Regions from separate parts of the Muntiacus reevesi genome. Here all the other regions are linked to region 2. The links are chromatin contacts, called in public Hi-C maps. All regions are on one chromosome and are shown on one strand. Each heading gives the region's core, a stretch centred on a gene start, on an enhancer-like site or on the middle of the called end of the contact. The rest is flanking DNA. Distances are from core to core; before and after follow the strand shown.

The links. A called contact is a pair of places that touch in the nucleus more often than the background predicts.
Region 1: a contact with region 2 is called in a Hi-C map of blood, with 1.9 times the contacts expected there. The contact joins the promoter of PGM2L1 here to the promoter of PPME1 in region 2. A contact is called at or near these places in 2 of 3 Hi-C or Micro-C datasets (blood and muscle).
Region 3: a contact with region 2 is called in a Hi-C map of muscle, with 3 times the contacts expected there. The contact joins the promoter of UCP2 here to the promoter of PPME1 in region 2. A contact is called at or near these places in 2 of 3 Hi-C or Micro-C datasets (blood and muscle).

Annotation. Positions count from the first base shown.
Region 1 is chr9:37,592,394-37,596,015 of mMunRee1.1, forward strand. It overlaps PGM2L1 (phosphoglucomutase 2 like 1), which reads left to right and starts at 1,424. Exons shown (of 14, transcript XM_065944454.1): 1 at 1,424-1,815. The coding sequence starts at 1,705.
Region 2 is chr9:37,769,925-37,773,876 of mMunRee1.1, forward strand. PPME1 (protein phosphatase methylesterase 1) reads right to left here and starts at 1,488. Exons shown (of 15, transcript XM_065943891.1): 1 at 1,248-1,488. The coding sequence starts at 1,348. It overlaps C2CD3 (C2 domain containing 3 centriole elongation regulator), which reads left to right and starts at 1,689. Exons shown (of 33, transcript XM_065945598.1): 1 at 1,689-2,005. The coding sequence starts at 1,951.
Region 3 is chr9:37,923,659-37,927,355 of mMunRee1.1, forward strand. It overlaps UCP2 (uncoupling protein 2), which reads left to right and starts at 2,261. Exons shown (of 8, transcript XM_065945601.1): 1 at 2,261-2,416; 2 at 3,217-3,373. It also overlaps the pseudogene LOC136175756.

The DNA.
Region 1 (3,622 bases), core at 174-2,673, 180 kb before region 2:
TCCCAACTATGGCACACTATTTTTCAGGGATGGGTACTACAATCTTTCTATACCTTGGTATTTGGGATTTTATTATGGTAAATGGCATTTTTAAAGGAAAGTAATTCTTTGAATTTATTATATCTTTTATCTGTGAACCTCCAAGTACTTTAAAGCCATTTAAGTTACTGCAGCCAAGGTGTAAATACTATTACACTCTCCTTGCAAAAAACTGACGAAAGAAAGAGTCACTTGGTTAAAATCCTAGAGCCACTGTTTAAGAAGCTACACCAAGAGACTCAGGAGCAGCTGTGTATGACAGGCAAGCACTTGTCAGCATCTCCCACACCTGTTCTGTGACTTGAAAGGTGAACATTCTGTAGAAGAGAGGAGGGCAAAACAAAGAGAAATTTAAGACTATTTCTTTTCAGTCTTTCTTCTTGCTCCATATTCCTATTGCCAGTGCTTTTTGCACGCTAACGCTAATTCATTCTTGTGTTATGGTTAAATGCTGACACATCTTCCCTCTTTCACAACTTGGTTGCTTCCCCGCCCCCCCCCCTCCCCAGTTATCTTGTTCTCCCTACCTCCTAGTCCACTGTAGCAGCAGAGCAAAATGATCTGCCACCTGAGACTTGAAATGAGGTTGGATTGCTCGTTCGACTACTTTTGAATTCCGCCTCTTTGAAAAAGTCAGTTCACTCAGAGGCAGCTTCCACTTTGTGTGTAAAATGAGAATGGATCACCTCCTTTTCACTCCGTCACACGATGGTTTAGACGACAGAAGGCGATTCGTAAACTGTAAAGCACTGAATAGATATCAGCTGTACCCTTCCTGCACCTGCCCGTGTTTAATCTAATTGAAGCCCAGGGACACAACTGCAGTGGACCTAACGCGGACTGGGCGTTTCTATAGGGAACAGCCTAGAGGTGTAGCTTTTTTCCTTTGAGAAAACGCAGGGCAAGGAGCTGCTGGGAGTTGTAGTCTGCGGTGGTCTTTACACGCCTCTAGGGGGAGAGAAAAAAAAAGAACTACAACTCCCGTGAGGCCATGCGGGGACAGCCCTCGCACTCTCCCGCCAGGCGCGCTCCCCAAGACGAAGCAGGAGGGGCCCTTCGCGCGCCATGGGCATTCACAAAAAAAACGACGGGCGCTCAGAGTGGTGGACATGGCGTCTGGTGCAGAAAAGGAGACGCGTGGGGGTGGGTGGGGATTGTAACAAGAATAAGACATGTGGAAAAAGGCAAATTAAGAAATAAAATGGTCCTGCCCCTATTCCTCACCCCGCAGCAGGGTACTAACTCGCGCCGCTGGGAAGGCGTCGGGAGCGCGCTTCCCGGCTCGCGCCTCGAGTCCCGGGAGCTTAAATCGGCTGGGAAGGGGCGGGGCCAGAGGCGCGAGGGCGGGGCCTATAGCTGAGAGGGCGGCGGTAGCGGCGGCGGCCACAACCCAGACATCTGGGACTGTTGTTCTCTCGAGGTGGGACCGCCTCAGTCCGTTCGCCCAGAGAGACCAGGAGCTCGTCTAGTGGGAAGTAGGCGGCCGCGTCCCTCCTCTCTCCTGTTTCCTCAAAGCTGCGGCAGGACCTGGCACAAAAGTCCTGCGGTTGGTCTCCGATGCCTTTCAGTGAGGAGGGGGCGTCGAGATCCCGGTGAGCGCACGTCAAGCTCCTCCAGCTCTGTGTCTTGGCTGGATCCCCAGTCACGCACCCCAGACTGGCTGCCATGACTGAAAACGCAGAGGGGGACCTGAACTCCAACCTGCTCCACGCCCCTTATCACACTGGGGACCCTCAGCTAGACACAGCCATCGGGCAGTGGCTCCGTTGGGATAAGGTGGGTACCTGGTCGGCAGGGCATCCTCCCGCTCCTCCTGCACGTCCTCCCACACGGTGTACGCCCTTGCCCGTCCCCACCCGGTGCTCGGCAGGCTGTTGGGGGAGATGGCTCAGGCCAGGCGGCGGGAGCTAGCGGAGCTGGGCGTTGCCACCCACCTCTGCCTGGGCTGCCTCCCTGGGGCCATCTGAGCTGGGCAAGGCGAGAAATTACTACCTTCCTTCCTCCCCCCGTCCCGCCCCCCTTCAAGTGTATGTCGTGTCTCTTTTCTCAAAAAAAAAAATTATCTTCATCATCATCATTGTAAGTTATACCCTTAATAGAGAGATTTCCTTTCCCCTTTCTTCTCCCTTGACTTCCTTCTCTGCAAATCTGAAAGTGGGTGTTTTTTGTTGTTTTTTTTTTCCACCTTCTGGGACGATATCTAACCACTATCTGCTTTAGCGCTGGTCTGGTGTGTTTCTAGCTTACGTCGCTAGGTAGTCGCTGGTCTTTTATCGCTCCCGCTCCCGTGTATTCTCTAATACCACCTTTTGCTCTTGAGAAAGATAAGGGTTCTCTTTTTTCCGCTGGCCAGAAGTTATTTTCTGAAGGTGTCCTCTTCCAAAAATCACGTTTTCCAGGTTTCATGCGATGATACAGACTTGTATCCATTCCTCCTCTGTTCCCCGACCCGTACTCTCTCCAAATTGTTGCGGTGTTTTCATCTTACGGAGGCATATGGCATGGATATATGAGAGCTAGTATTAAAATGCAGCCATCTCACTTGTAAAAGAGGCCCTTAGCTCCAATAGAGGAAAATTATCCAAGCTTTTGCTTTGTCGAGTATATTAAATGCGTTTGTTGAAGTAGAGACGGCAACGTATTTTAAATAGAATTAATAATACTGAATTAAAGAATTAATGTGGTCATATGTGAAATCATGTTATTCAGCTTCCTAAAGGATTATTAGCCTTCTGAAAAAGTTTTATTTTCACTTTGTTCAGTCATTCATGCATTCAGCAAAAAATATCGATTGAGCATTGGGTAATGTTTCAGGGCCTGTTGGGTCCAGGGTACGCTAGTGGTGAGGAGGCTAGAAAGGGTTCCTACCCTCAAAAATAAGTCAGCAAATAAGGAAGACCAGCAAATATGCAATTACTTGTTTAAGTATTACGTGGTCATATGTATCTTGGACATTCTAATTCTTCCTCTGGAATCTAAACCAGTGCATTTCAAACTCTTGAAGTGCATGCAGAACACCTGGAGATCTTTAAATGCAGATTGTGATTTATGAAGCCTGGGGTGTGGTGTGAGATTCTGCTTCATAATGAACTCCCAAGTGATACCAATGCTGCTGGTCTGTGGACCACACTTTGGGTAGCAAGGCTCCAGAATGTTCTGAATGAGCTACTAGAGAGCTAACACCCTTTTTGTAGGATTTGCCCATTTATACAAAAAATACATATGTACACACACCTTTTTCAGTCATATGCAAAATCTGTGGTATCCCGTTGATTACAAGGATGTGAAAAATGTGAATAACTTTAAATCCATTTTGCCAGTTTTTATTATTGCCTGCTGTGAATATAGTTCCTTGCTGTGGAAGGATACAAAAGTGAAGATTTACAGATTACTCTTCTGTTTTTGGTTCATTAGGGAGGAGGAAGCCTAGTAGGAAAAAAAAGCTAAGGCTTAACATACTGTGAAATGATATATACTGTAAACTGACCATATATATCTCTTCAGCAGAGAAATCTAAATTACAAATGAATGTTATCTTTATAGGTTTAATATAGTTAATTGCTATTGTTTAAAGCCATCTGCT
Region 2 (3,952 bases), core at 238-2,737:
ATCAATCCATCTCTAGAATTCCAAATACACACTCTTGATTACCACATACCTAAATATTTTTTCTATCTCTTACAGTCACTAGTCTCCAGAATCCTGTCTGATACTACAAACACACCTCAAAACCGACTACCTGATCAATTACCTATTTTCGAGCAATTACCTCTCCCAGGTTCAACTCATTACACTCTCTCTCCTACATCTTAGATGCCCCAACCTGGCCCAGCTCATTCAACAACCTAAAATTCCAAAAGCCAACACAACTCCTCCCATTCCAGTAAATGGTGGTTTTCCCCAAAACATTTTAAGCTGCTACTCTCAACACTTCACTGAGTTTTATCAGACCAGTACATAACTTCCACCAGACCTACTTGCCCTGCAAAAATCAATTGCCCAAATCTTCCTCTTTAACCTTTCCAGACCTTCTCTCTGCAGTAAGCCATGAGTTAAACCCTATTCCTACTCATTTCTCAATCTCTGGAGCCCACAGTCACTCTCTAAACCCCTGCGTGCTCTCCCTCATCACTCCTCCCCTTACTCCTTACCCTTACTTCTCAGCACATTCCTGTCACCCCTAACAGTCTTCCTGGCTATGTTCTCCATCTTTCCTTAGGCCTATTCCCCACACTTTCTCAGCACCCCTTAGGAGACCTAATCTCTAAGTCACTTGCTCACTCCCTGAATATGCCTCTTCACCTTTAGAAACTCTCTCCAGAACCTTCTGCTCCCTAGTTCTCTTTCCTTCTCCAACCTTGCCTCCGGTGTCCCCTGTTTCCCCCAGCTTCTTTCTATTATCTAGTTCTCACAGAAACTAGATAGGATTTACTCCTCCCAAATCTTTCCCTAGTTCTTCTCCTAATTTCCCTCAACTTTTCACTTAGTCATTTCCCATTTCCCTCAAGCATCCCTGAAAGATTTCCCTCCACGTTTGTCACAACTCTTTTTCCTTTTCTCAAACCTCCAACCGTTCTTCTGAGGTGCCTCATACATCTCTTAAACTATCTTCTCAGCTTCCTCAATCTCTGCCTCATTCCCGTCTCCCTCCAATACTATTTGCCCTTTAATTTCCAGTGACTTGTGCCTCCCCTCGTCCCCAGATCTGCCTTCTACTTCATGTAAACGTCTCCAGGCCGCCGCCAACATTCTCTCAATCCTTAGCCTGCCTTGCCATGCCACTCTAAAGGCCGAGAGCCACCATTCTCCAACGGTCGGGGCCGGGCCTCTAGGGAGAAGGGGTACGGGTCACGTACCCCATTCGCATCTTGGCTCCGCTCTGACTGCCCCCGCTGCCGGGTAGTGGAGGGCGAGAGGGCAGGCGCCCAAGATGCATACTCTTCTCGAGGGCCGACATGAAGGGCAAGCCACAGGTAGTCGAACAGTAGCCGAAGCTTCGTCCCACGCTAAGTGCGGCCCAACCGGTCACAGCTCGCTCCCCTAGCGACGCCCTGTAGCCTTTAGACAGCACCCAGCTACCGGCAGCACCGCCCACCGGCTCTGTAAACTCCACCCCCTCGCCCCAGCACTTCCACCGGAAGTGCGCAGGAACACTCTACAAAGGGAGCTGGGTAACGGAGTCTCTGACCCTTCAGACCCCTACGAGAGAATTCCACGACCTTCGCCGGAAAGAGAAGCGCTCCTATGTACCCTGGGAAATGGAGTCCTCAAAGACGGCATCCTGCGCTTGCGCAGTTGGAGGCAACCGCGTTCAACCCTGTAGAGGTAGCGTGGCAAAGCATCCTGGGTGTTGTAGTCTACTGGTGGGAAAGAGTCTTGGCGCCTTCTTTTCTCGTCGCTTTCCAGAGACTGTTAAAGAAAGAACCACTTCTTCCTGCCTCCCAGGCTGCCCAGCGGCGCCGGTTGCCGGGGAACGCTAGCGCCTTGGGAAGGGATGGCGGGAGGCTACAGCTTAGGTGCTGGAGCCGTAGTTGAGTTGGTGAAAAGCTCGGGATCGTCATGAAGCAACGAAAAGTTCAGGGGCCTGGGGGAGGCCGTAGCCGCAAGAAGAGAGGTAATCTGAGCGACCAAAGGTGGAAGAAAGCGTAGTTGGGCGATTGGGCGGAGTTCGTGGAGCGGGGCGCTAGGCTTTCTAGGAAGACCTCCCACAGCCGCCTGTTAAAAAAGCGGGGAAGAGATTTGCGGAGGGAAAATAAACAACGGCATCGGAAGCTTAAAAGAGAGCATTTGACCCTCCAGCGAATGGAAACGGTATAGGGGCTGGACTAGGGGGCAAAGTGGGTGAATGACTTGAATGAGGGGAGGGCTAAAAGGAGATACTTCCAAAGGAAGAGAACGAAAAAATTGTAGGTTTTGTTTTGGTTTTTACTTTTTAAAAATTGAGGTATAATTAACATATAACATTAAGTTAGTTTCAGGTGTACATTTGGATTGGATATTTGTATATATTTCGAAATGATTGCCAGTTGTCTCGTTAGCATCCGTTACCATACATAGTTACAATTTTTTTTTTTCTTTTGAAGAGAACGTTTAAGATCTACTCTTTAGCAACCTTCAAATATACAGTACACTACCGTTATAGTCACTGTGCTGTACCTTAAATCCTCGTGACTTAGGAATGTTTTTCATAAACGTGTGGGGGCAGGAAAAGGGGACGTAGAGCTTTGCAGGTCCCTATGGGACTGGAAGAAAAACAAGTTGGAGAGTATGTCGGTAATCCTAAGTAGGCAAGGATCACGTTTTAGGCCTTACTGAATCCCCCAAAACTAGCACACAACAGGACTCGATAAATGTTAGTTGAATGACTGAGGTGTGAGGCAATTATGAATCACGAAGGGCTACAGATGGGAGTAGAGAAAAGCCAGTTATGGAGGAGAGAGAAATAAAGACTGGGGATTGACAGTGTGGTAGGGGGTGAGGATATGAAGATCTCTGAAGGATTTGAGATGGTGAAAATGTTTAACAGGAGGACTTTATCAGTTTAGTCCACTTCAGGAGACGCAAGCTCACCAGGAGACCAGGGGAATGTTAGCTTCAGCAAGAATAGTCACCCTGGGAACCCAGGGCAGATCAGGAAACAAAATTGAATCTCTGCAGAGCTGCCTTGAAACAAAAACTGGGTGACTCTGCCTTTTACATTATAGGCAAAGAGGTATTTGGAATAGTGATAGTGCATTAGGCCCCTGGGTTGAGGACTAAAGCTGCAGTCTAGAAATGAATCTTATCTGCTGTTTAAAGATAACTAAGGCAGTTTTGAGGCAATGTGTTTCCTTCCAGGAATGATGCAAGATATGAAACAGAAGTGTGGAAGTGTTCAGTGCTGTGCTACCTATCTCAAACCAGTCAAGTATATTTGGTTGATAGGAGGAAAATCAATATTGAAATAACATGCTAATGTCCTTCTCATTATACCGTGTGCATATACAGTAATAGTTGTGCACACGCCTGTGTATAATTTTTGTATTGAAGCTACTTATTCATAAATATTATGGTGGGTCTTCACTCAAGAAAGCAGAGGGGGTGTTCTCTCAGAAATCCAAAGAATTAGTTATATAAATTTCTGATCTGATAGACTTCAGTGTATTTTCTTGTTGAGGCATGACCACTCTCCAAAGGCAAAGTGAGAAGAATAGAAAGGTGTGTGTAATATTGGAATAAGTTCTTAAACTTCCTGTAAGTCATGGTTAAAAGATACAGTGAAGGGGAAGACAATCAGCGTCATTAAAGGAAAGCTTTATAGAAAGTCAGGATTAATTGCCTTCTTTACATGTTGTTATCCGTCTAAAAGCCATAAATATTACGAACATAGCACTATGCTAAAGAATAGTGGCAGAATCTAAAGGTGATACTTTCTGTCCTCATTGATTATATGATATTGGCAGGAAGAAAAGACACAGTTTAAGGTGGTCTTTATGGAAGCACTGAGTTGTATGGTGTGCATTTCATTTGTGAATTGACAGGAGTTGATGCTGTTTATATTTAGTGACAATTTTAAAGTATG
Region 3 (3,697 bases), core at 1,011-3,510, 150 kb after region 2:
TGAATTTTGCTAGGGATGAACAAATATCTCACAGGTATGGAGCCTCTGAAATACAGACTCTTCCCTATTCTGGCAATCAGGGTAACACTTTTATTTCCAGGCTTTTGGTTCTACTCTATTTTTCATGTCTCCTCAAAGATCACCAACCAGTTCAGTAGTCTCCCCCAAAATTTGCGGAGCATCCTGGGAATTTGTTCATCACAGCCAAAGACAGAAGCTGATGTACAAAACCTAGGCCAGCAGTGAATGGGAGACTCCAGTGCCAGAAGTAAATTTTTGGCTTGATTTCAATTTCCTCCAGGAACATGTGCTCACTGTGTATTTTCTTTTTTGCTATAATTATCCAGTCCCCTTCCAGCTATAGTCTCCTGGCTGACAATTCCCTCTGCTTATGGAAAATACCCGAATGGAGCTGATTGAGTTGGGCTTAAACCATGGTTCACCATTTCCTAACATTGTGACCCGTGTGGCTCAGTGGTAAATTAATCTGCCAGGGCTTCCCTGGTGGCTCAGATGGCAATGAATCCACCTACAATGCAGGAGATATGGGTTCAACCCCTGGGTCAGAAAGATCCCCTGAAGGAGGAAATGGCAACCCACTCCAGTATTTTTGCCTGGGAAAATCCCATGGAGGAGCCTGGTGAGCTACATTCCATGGGCTGGCAATGGGTCGACTGAGCACAAGTACTGGACTTAGGAAAGTGTGACATCAGGCAGATGATTTAACCTCTCTGGCACTCATTTGTAGATCATAGGTTATACCAGCCTCACAGGGTTATGCAGAAGTGTCCACAAGGAACCTGAACATAGTAACTGCACACACTAAATGTTCATCTTCCCAGATCCTCCCATTACACCTTCCAGGGTACTTTCAACAGCAGGCCAAACAGCTGCAATTGAAGAAAAACACACACCTGAAAGTAACCAGTTAAACTTTACCCGGGAATCTTACTGAAGGAGATAGCCCACGAGAGGGCCTCTCAGATACCTTTGAGGACATATTTAAAAGAGGTTAAGAGAAAAGCCAAGATAAATATTTTGCTGGAAAAAAAATGTAGTTGAACATCAAAAAATTAGTCAATCATAAAGAACAGACATCTCAAATTAATGATTTTAGTGGTTTTCTGTATACAGGAAAATGTAATAATCTGGATTCATTTCAATTATTCCTTAGGTATGCATCTTAACTATGGAAGGCCAGTAGTACCCAAAGCACAGAATGCTTCCTGTTTTCCTCCATCCCGAATTCCTCTCAGGGCTCACTGTGGTTGGGTGGTTACAGTGGCTAATAGCCAGAGCATTACAGAACTGAGACGGTGGGCAACTTTGTTTACTAGGATGGCAGACAACGTCCACAATTTCTCACAACAGTCCCAGACAGCCTACAAGGCTGAAAAGAGGCAGTGGGGGACAGAAGGTACACAAAAGTAGGGACACAAGAGTCCAAGGGCGAACATAGAGTCCTTCTACACTCCATGTGCACGTGTTTGTCCGGCCACAAGACACAATTACCGGTTGTTTACATGTCTCACCACCAAAAGACCACCAGCCACCTGAGGGGCCAGGTTCCTCGCCTACCATCCCTTTCTCATGCTGGGGCCTAAGCACGCAGCACATCCAAGCCCTGTTCGGCCTTCTCACTCCGGCTTTTCACTCCAGGGGCGCCAGCCCGTCGGCTCGTCTGTAAGTGGGGGCGGGAGCGCCACGGTCGGTACCCCCGCCCCGTCCAGAAGTCCCCCGGGAACCCAGGACAGAGCCCTCAGGCGGCAGGAAACGCAGCTGCGCCCAACGGCCGTTGGCGGTGACAGGCCACCTGCTGCTGCGAGGCCTGTCGGGAGGCCCCGCCCCAGAGAGCCCGCGCTGGCGCCTGGGGAGAGCGAGCGGTTGGCAGAAACACGGGTGGCCGAGTTGCGGGTAGCGAACTGGGCCCGTGAAAGCACGGCGTGCTCTTCTGCCCGAGCCTTTGGGCGTTGTTAGAGCCGCGGCTAGGGGCCAGAGGCGTGTATGACCCTGGGCAGCCCTCTGCTTCTTCCCGCGCGTCAGTCTTGCCATCCTCACAATGAGGTTGGCGGGGCGAGGGGGAACCCTATGGGGTACAAAAGGGCTGACGCGGGGCCCGAAGCCCGGAAATGGGAGTGAAAGAAGGCGCGAAGACGACCTTGGGCGTGGCGGTCTCTGCTGCTAAAGGGTCGCCGCCCAGTCCTCGGAGCCCGTAGGCCCCGCCCCGCCCAGCAGGCTCCGCCCCCGCCCAGCAGGCTCCGCCCCGAGATCTAAGTCTCAGGGCACCCTCTTCCTACCTCTCTGCAAGCCCCGCCGGCCGCGCCTTCGGATCGAGTTCTGTCTGCGCTCCGTGGACGCGCCCTCCGCCCGCCGACCGACAGAACTGCCAGTACCCGCTTGTTCTCCTTGCGGCCCGGTGAGCCCGACCCCGGCCCGCCCCAGTCCTGCACCCGCAACACCTGCCCTCCTCCCGCCACTCCGGCCAAGGGGACCCACGCGCCACCTTTAATTTCCCTCCTCGCCTCCCACCCTATTTTGTATTTTACCGTTTTGTCTTTTTTTTTTTTTTAATCTCTCTTCTTTCACTCTTTTCCTGTCTTGCCTTTGTTCTTTACCTCTCGCGCTCAAAAGGCTGTAATATAAGCCCTCTCCTCTGCCAGGGTATGGGGCCTTCAGCGATGATCAGAAGGACCTCTCCCATTCCAGGCGGCTACAGGCCTTCCTAGAGCTCTTTCTGCTGGTAGGAGCTTTGAGCTGCTTGATATGGCCTCCGCTGGGCCCATTCCAACCTCTCTAACCTCTTCAAGCCCTGCTCTGGACCCTAGTCTCTGAACCATCCTGATGCCCCGTCCCCACCTCACTTCCAGCACGTCCACTCACCAGAGTCTGCTGTGTTGTGGGATGCTTCCCCAGAGTACTGAATTACACTAAAGCAGAAATCTGAAAGAGCAATGTGTGATACTAATAGGTCAGACCGGGGAGGGAGGACTTCTGGGTTCATCTCTTCCTCCCGTGTGTCTGTCCCTCTTCTCCACTGTGTGGACTTTAGTCCCCAGCTGCCCTGTGGGAAATGGACCCTGTTCCCTACCCTCACATCCCCCAGGCAAGGACTGAATACGCTAAGGTGCCTTGGGCAGATGGCTTTTTCCTTTTACTGGGTTTGTAGTCCTTTTAAGGCCCATTTCCCTTTCTAAACTCACCTCCTTTGCTCTACAGGACACATAGTATGACCATTAGGTATTTCGTCTACCAACCATTTTCTATGGAAAACCAAAGGGATCAGGCCATGATAGCCACTGGCAACTTTGAAGAACGGGACATCTTTAGAGAAGCTTGACCTTGAAGGCCTCAGCGTGGGACCCAACAAAGCCGGGTAAGAGTCCAGTCTAAGGGAGGAGTCTTCTACTGCCTCAGCCCGGTGGTCTGGGGACAGGGTCAGTAGGATATTAACAAAAATAACTAGCACCACCATCCCCGTAAAGTCACTCTTAGAGCTCACAAAGCACTTTCCTATATCCTTAGTCTTCTTCTGGCCCTTAAACTGACCCTGACAAGCCAAGGAGTGTAATCCCCATGTTACAGAGGAGGACAGTGAGGCCGCAGTGGAACAGTGATTAGCTCCAGGAAATCAGCAACAGAGGCGAACCTAGTGTTCTAAATACATATTGTTGACTCAAGCTTTTGACTACCCTTGAGA